Regions from separate parts of the Rattus norvegicus genome. Here region 1 is linked to region 2. Evidence: chromatin contacts called from public Hi-C data. All regions are on one chromosome and are shown on one strand. The core of a region is the stretch at or near the end of the contact, and the rest is flanking DNA. Distances in the headings are between cores, read along the strand shown. Region 1 overlaps Dapk2 (death-associated protein kinase 2). Region 2 holds the start of Dapk2 (death-associated protein kinase 2).

Region 1 (3,747 bases), core at 1,197-3,696, 98 kb before region 2:
CATGCTGCACATGATTGACTTGAAGAACTAATGTGTGCAAAACACACCGGGCAGGGAGCTGTGGCAGTGAATGCCTGTTATCCCAGCGCTTGGCAGACAGAGGCAGGAGGAAGAGACTTTAAGGCCAGCCTGAGCTACTTAGAGTCTATATCTTAAAAGATCAAAGGAAGACTGGGCGGAATGGTGCACACTCTTAATCCCAGCACTCACTTAGAAAGCAGAGGCAGGGGAAGAATCTGTATGAATTTAAAGCTAGTGTGGTATACATAGAGAGTTCTAGGCTAGCCAGAACTGCATAGTGAGACCCCATCTCAAGAACGAACAAACAAACAGTCCGTGAATATGGATGTATTTCATGGGTAGAGCACTTGCCTAGCATGTATAAAGTCTTTGGGACCAGTCCAGAGCACCATAAGAAATAGATAAGATGCTTTGTATAACTCTGATCCATACTAGTGGTTCTAGATAGAAATAAATCATTATTTATGGCATGGATAAAACATAATAACCCTCTATGAGTCCTAAGTCTCCCGTTTCCATAAGGCCAGAAATTGGTCTATGCCACATGTGCTGTGTCCTCCCTCATCTCTTCTCTCCTACCTGGGGGAATCCAGTCCATTCTATAGCTACTGATGTGTTTATAAAAAGATAAAGAGGGGGGATTATGTTCTATGGAGGTGTGGTAAAGTATGAGGAAAGGGGGTGCCTCCGCGGGTCCATGATGAGACATCCCTTCCCCCTGAAGGTCCAGCCACATGACAGTATAGTATAGAATAGAGTTTATTCAGTGCATGGGGAGGGGAGTTAAGAGGGTAGTAAGGCAAAGAAAGGCAGAGAGAGAGAGAGAGAGAGAGAGAGAGAGAGAGAGAGAGAGAGAGAGAGAGAAATAGAGGAGTAGAGGCCGGCCATGAGCTTGTGGAGAGAAGGGGGGGAAGGGAATGGGGAGAGAAGGGACAAAGAGGGAAGAGAGCAAGAGCAAGAGAGAGAGGACGGGCAAGCAGCCCCTTTTATAGTGTCAGGCATACCTGGCTGTTGCCAGGTAACTGTGGGAGTGGAGCTTAGAATGCTAACAGCTACTAGTTCAAATACATCTACCTAGACAGGTAGATCTGTTCATCTCCTTCTCTGTTCCACAGAAATGTGTTCAAAACTCCAGTGTAACCATGCTCCCACAGGGTCATATCTCCCACAGACACAGAGCCCAGGACAAGCAAATCCAACTCTCATCCATGTCAGTATCCTGAGTGCTTGCACAGAGTACTTCTGACAGAACAAGTTTCCTTTCTTTTTGTTTTGTTTTTGTTTTGTTTTTAGAGACAGGGCTTCTCTGCATAGCCCTGGCTGTCCTGGAACTCACTCTGTAGACCAGGCTGGCCTTGAACTCACAGAGATCTACCTGCCTCTGCCTCCTGAGTACTGGGAATAAAGGCGTGTGCCACCACTGTCTAGGCAATAGACACGAGGTCTATAATCCCAGCTTGTGGGGAAAACTGAGGCAGGAATATCACAAGCCCAAGGCTAGCCTGTGCAATCGAGTGTGTCTCTGTCACAGAACATAATAACCCTCTATGAGTCCCAAGTCTCTAAAAAAAAAAGAAAAGAAAAGAAAAGGAAAAGGAAGAGTAAGAATAAGATTAAAGAATAAGAATAAGAAGAGAAGAAGGGGAAGGGGAAGGAGAGAAGGGGAAGGGGAAGAAGAAGAAATAATTAAGGAATTCCAGGGATATAATTCAGCAGTAGTACATTTGCCTGGCTTACGTCCAATTACTCTAGTTTCAAACTCCTCGTACCACAAAAATAAATAATCAAAGGGCTACACAGTAAAACAAAACAAAGAAAAGTAACACAAAATAAAATAAGTCTCATCAAGGTCAAGGAGTCATAAGAACACTGTGTGTGCCGTAGAATTCCTTAATAGTTCAATATGAAAACTAGAATTCTAAAGAAACCCAAGATTTAAGAAAAAAAAAATAGGCAACAAGCTCCCTGGCTCTGTGAGTACAGAGAAATGGCTGTTCACTTTGCGTCCGATCCAGCTAGGTGGTTAAAAAGGCACTGAGGCCATGGCCCTACCCTAGTGATTCTGACTTAATGGATGTGGGTGGGGTCTGGGCCAGGGTAGGTATTAAAAGGCTTGCAGAGTTGAGGGCCTCAGCTGTACTGCAGGAGTCACGGTGTAGTTCCCAGCCTACACTGCTGGGAACAATCCCTGGCGGTGGAACACTGGCCCTGGCCAAGGGCTGACTTTCACCTCCCCAAAAATGCCATGAAAATGGCATTCTCCATGTGAGCTACCAAGGGCAACCTCTTGGAAGCACTGGGGACTGAGTATCTACCAGCTTGCCCTGTGTGCCAAAACCGAACCTAGGAAATGTGTCCACGGTGGCTGTTCCCACCCTACTTCCTATGGCAGAGAGTCTGTAGTTCCTATTTTTTCTGATAAGAAAAACAGGTCCAAAGGTTAAATACCTGTCCACGGCCACAGAGACAGAAAGAGACAGCACTGGTATCCTGCCCCACGTGACGTCCACAAAACAAACAAAACCCTACACAGGAAATCTTGGCTTAAGCCACTGGATACAAGGGGGCAAGAAAGGGGGAAAAAGGGGGGGAGGAAAGTGTGAGAGGGAGGGAAAGTGACCTAGAGATGAGAAGAGAGGAGAGAGGGCACATGCAGGCATCCTCGGGGCTGTCACAAGGCTTCTGGTGAAGTAAAGATCTCAGCCAAAGGCTGAGCAGAGCGGCCAGAGCTTACCGCCAAGAAATTTAGACGTGACCTGTGTAGGAGGGTGGGCAGCTCTCTCACACTAACCCTGCTCAAGTGCAGGAAGTGGAGCTCAGAGCGCTTGGCCTCAGAAGCTGTGTGGATGTAACACATCTATCGATGCCCCCCTGCCCCCTCTCCCTCTTCCTAAAGCTGAGCAGGGCTTCAGCCCTAAGCTGGAAATACTCACAGGATGTAGGTGATGACTCCGATGCTCCTGTAAAGAAGAGTGGCTGGGTCAGGCCCTCCAGGGGGTCACTCGCTTCCCCCAGGTGGCCTCTGAATGCCATCTCAAGTCCTGCCCCTCCCTACCCCACTCTGCAACAGACAGAACGCATTTAGGATCCTCACTCTCTGCACACTGAGTCAAGGACCCAAAGTCAGGGTCTGACTTCTGAATTTGCAGACGCAGTCCTCGAGGCGTGTCCCTTAACCACTGAGCCCCCTTTCCTTATATACTGAGGACACTCAAGAATAAGAAACAACCTCACAGGACCGAGGGCGGGGTCAGGAGCCGCACCAACTGTAAAGCAGTGGTCAAACAAAACAAGTAAAGAATTTATCACAGCAGAATTACTAGGCCAGCACAGGCCTAGGACATAGAATGCTCTCGTGGAACGGCTGATGGATGGACCAATGGAGCTAACTTAACTGCTTTTGAGACCCCAGTTGAGGCTGACCCAGGATAAGCCTGCATTTGCCCCAGCCCCTCTCCCGCTGACACTGCCTTCGGGCTGGCTGCACAGCTACTGCTCCCGGAGACTAAGGGTTTAAACACTGAAGGGCATGCCATCTAAAACAGGGGCTGGGGCCTTCTGCCCCTGGAAGGATCCCGGGCCACCACTTACCACATGTCTGCCTCCAGTCCCAGTGGCTCATAGTTCACGATTTCTGGAGCTGAAAGAAGTCATGTTTAAGCGTCAAGAGGGAATAGAGATGAGAGGAGATGGTTCTAGGGAATTCTACAGTGTTTGGTGCCTATC
Region 2 (3,714 bases), core at 244-2,743:
TGACAAAAGGAGAAATTTGAGGTCCAGAGAGGGATAAGGACTTCTCAACCATGGCAGAGTTAGGCCATCAAACTTCCCAGGGCTTCTCTTGCTTTCCACCCAACTCCTCCAAGAGTGGCTCAAGACTGGAGAGTCAGTGGCTTCTAGAAAGACAACTCCAAGGAGAAGGTGCTCAGGTCTGGAACATCCCCTCACACTCCCTGAGTTTCCTCTCCTGGTCAGTGCTCATTTTGCAGTGCTAACCCTCTGAGCTTCTCACCCACCTCACCCAATTCCAGTATGAGAAGCCAGGCTATGGCAGGGGTAGGCAGTGGTTTGGAGCACACACGTCCATATGCACATGCGCACACATGCACAGACACACACACAAACACAAGCACACCCCTATATAGAATCCTCAGACACAGGCTCTGGGGAAGCTGCCAGCAGAAGGGAGGGGACTCTAGCATCACAGAACCCCTTTGGGCGATGCCTGATAAGGAAGCTGGGGCTCAAAGAAGGTCAACCACCTCCCTAAGCTGACATGAGAAAAACTTCGTCTTTTGATAAAAGGTTCGGTTTCTTTGAGCAGCGGGATTGTTTGCCCTCACATCTAACAGAATGGAAGGCTCTAGAAAAGTGGTCAGGGTTGGCTGGTTTTTATTCCCACTAGCAGGTAGTTTGTTGTCCCGGGGCAGTAAATACTCACTCATTCCTGACACGTACTCAAGCCTCCGAAGACAGCTACTGGGCTATCAATACCATCACTTTAGATGCCCAAAACTTAAAAAGCGGACGGGTGGGGATAAAACAGGGTTTTGAACTCAACTCTGAAACAGTCAATGTACCAGCCCCTTTTAGTCAACAAAATTCCCCTAGGATGCCAAGACACTTAGTTGGGAACTAATATTCCCAAAAAAGAGCTGCCGCTAGCTGCCTTCAGATTCTAGATGATAGGGAACCTGGGAGTGTCCCTCTACCTGCCTACAGCTGTTAGGCCACACTGGAGGTTCATTTCGCAGGAAGCAACCTCCAGGGCTGACACCGGGAGGAGGAGGAGGAGGTGCGAGCCCACAGAGGTTGGGCTTGTCTCTCTCCTACCGAGGACTAGTCCCCCTTTTGAGGGGGCCAAACTTGATGCATGGTTGTTTTCATTCTCCTGCCCAGATGTCAGGCCTCTGTCCGTCTCCCCACCTCGTCTCTGGGACCAGAGTGCCAAGCTTAGGAGGCACCCCGAGGTAGCAGCGTGCAGACTGGCCTCCGGGTGCCGCCACAGCGCACAAACCACAGAAGGGCCATATCCTAGACAGGCAATGCCCGGCTACCCCAGCCCCTGCTGCCGTCGAGTCCCACAGCCCGGGCGCTACTCACGGCGAGAGGCTGCGCTGCATGTGCGGAGGGCAGGACGTGCGCCGGGGCGCGGCGGGGTGCGCGGCGATCCTCTCAGCTCTGCTCCCTGAGCCCGGCGTCCGCCCGCAGAGCCACCGAGGAGCCCAGGGGGCGGAGCGGCCAGCCCCGTCCCAGGCGCCGGCTGGAGGCGCGCCCGGACACTCGGCCCGGAGCTCGGGGCGCCCCCTGCTGGAACCCCCGCGGGACCGCCCCGAGGTGAGGGCCTGGATGCTCAGGCGACCAACAGGTTCCCTCGTCCTATCCCGCCCTGTCTCTCACATGCTGTGCCACCTGATGCGAATCAACCTGAGTAAGCTAATGATCGACGCACTTCACAGCCCAGCACAACTGCCGGAAAACAGTATTTCTCTGCCCTTCGCCCCCACCCACGTACACCCTGAGGGAGTCCCACTACTCCAACTCCGGACTCCCTGACTGCACAGATCCTCTAGGGACCTCGCCTCCTTTGTCTCACACAAGGGTAGGAAGCCGTCATGTCCCCCACTCATCCCAGACCCAGCTTGAGGATTGGCCGCGTTTGCCCTTTTCCCAGGCCAAGCCTGGCACCATTCTTGAGTGTAGTCGTGTGTCACCATTAAGCCTGTCTTAATGAAGGACCTAGGAGTTGATTCTTTTTCTCTTCCTTTTGCCAGAAAATATCAGAGGAGAAAAGAAGTCGTGTGGTAGTGTTGGTGGCTGAAAACAAAACTGAAGTTCAACGGTCTCCATTCAAGACCAGAGGCCTTTCAAGTACTGTCACCTAGAGCCTCCAGCCCTAAGTCACTGTGACGGCTAATACTGTCAATGTGGCTGAATTTACAATCAATCATGCAGGAGGTCAACCCCTGGGCATGCCTATAGAAATTTCTAGATTGTGTTTGTAGAGCTTTGGGAAGACCCACCCTAGAGGTGCACAGCAATAGGCCATGGGCTGGAGTCCAGGACTTAAAAAAAAAAAATCGGGGAGAAGAAACAGTGGCAAGTGAGAGCTGCTCTTCTCTGACCATTGCTGCAGTATCAGGGGCAGCCTCCAGGAAGATCCCAGACCTTCAAGTGTGACCTTTCAGGTTTGTACAGGTTAGAGGGCTCTCAGTGACCAGAGAAGCAAGATTCACCTCATATCTCTGTGTCTCTCTCCCTCCCTCTGTCTGTCTGTCTCTGTGTGTGTGTCTCTGTCTGTCTCTCTGTTCTCTCTCTCTCTCTCTCTCTCTCTCTCTCTCTCTCTCTCTCTCTCTCCACTCCCCTCCTGATTCCTGACATGGTGCACAATGTAGCCAGCTGCCTCACACTCCTGCTGCCATGATGGACTATGTACACTCTAACTGTGAGGCAAAATAAGCCCTTTTTTGAGTTGCTTCCCCCCACCCCTTGGGTACTTTCTAAAAGCAACAAGAAAAGTAACACAGAATGCAGTCACCCATAGGGATCCTCTCTAGAGCTGAGGAAGTGAGATTCTGAGTCCTGGGTCCTGCTCTACCATCCATGTGTGGTCACCAGAAAGTGGGAGCACCAACCCTTCTGGTAGCTTCCAGTGAAGTCACCAGTAGAGCTGGCGAAGGGGTAACATGTGAAAAGTGTCCGAGGAGCACATTTTTCCTCAGCCCTTCAACCATGGACACAGACGATGCCACTGAGCCCCACCCAACCCTCATTGCCTCGGTGTCTTCAACAGTCTCAGGGAAGACCCCAGACCTTCACGCTTGACCTTTCAGGTCTGTGCAGGTTCTGAGGTTCTCCATGCTATAGAGAAATAGCCACCATCTGATGGCTTCAAAAGTCAGTGAGCAGAGGGAAGGATACCACCCCAGTGCTCACCACAATAGGGAGGTTCCCTCCTCCTGCAACCTCCTCCCCCATTGTTAGTTCTGTTGCTGTGTGACAAACCATCCTAGCCTTGCTGATACAAAACAAGAATTTTATTATGTTCCTGCATTCCTGGAGTCTGCCCTCTGAAAGCCAGTCTATTTGGAACTCTGACACCTCCATTCAATTCTTGTCATTTCCCTGACCATGTCGTTACTATGATTAATGTCTACTTTCTTTTTTCATTTTTTTTTTTTCGGAGCTGGGGACCGAACCCAGGGCCTTGCGCTTGCTAGGCAAGCACTCTACCACTGAGCTAAATCTCCAACCCCTAATGTCCACTTTCAGCAAAAGCAAAACAGCGTCTTGTCCATTTTGAACTCCATAGATTGCATGCTATCCCAAACCTAATGAAAGGCATGTTGAGCAGAGAGGTTAATAGCACAAAAAAAGGAACCACAGCTGTCTTCTATCACTCCCTGTAGTACTTTTCTGCAACAGAACAGATAACAAAAGCCACTTAAAAGGAAGTTCTATTGGTTC

What was found. A called contact is a pair of places that touch in the nucleus more often than the background predicts.
Region 1: a Hi-C map of liver shows a contact between it and region 2, with 2.8 times the contacts expected there. The contact joins the enhancer-like site here to the promoter of Dapk2 in region 2. A contact is called at or near these places in 2 of 12 Hi-C or Micro-C datasets (both in liver).

What each region holds. Positions count from the first base shown.
Region 1 is chr8:75,698,405-75,702,151 of GRCr8, reverse strand. It overlaps Dapk2 (death-associated protein kinase 2), which reads right to left. Exons shown (of 12, transcript NM_001395735.1): 6 at 3,613-3,661; 7 at 2,955-2,981. Among named protein-coding and RNA genes, the nearest start is that of Herc1, 96 kb to the left of the region's middle. Within about 2 kb of position 2,446, at least 4 of the 93 cell types and tissues checked have an H3K27ac peak or open chromatin away from gene starts, as enhancers often do. A contact at or near this core is called in liver, where this site is marked.
Region 2 is chr8:75,599,451-75,603,164 of GRCr8, reverse strand. Dapk2 (death-associated protein kinase 2) reads right to left here and starts at 1,493. Exons shown (of 12, transcript NM_001395735.1): 1 at 1,351-1,493.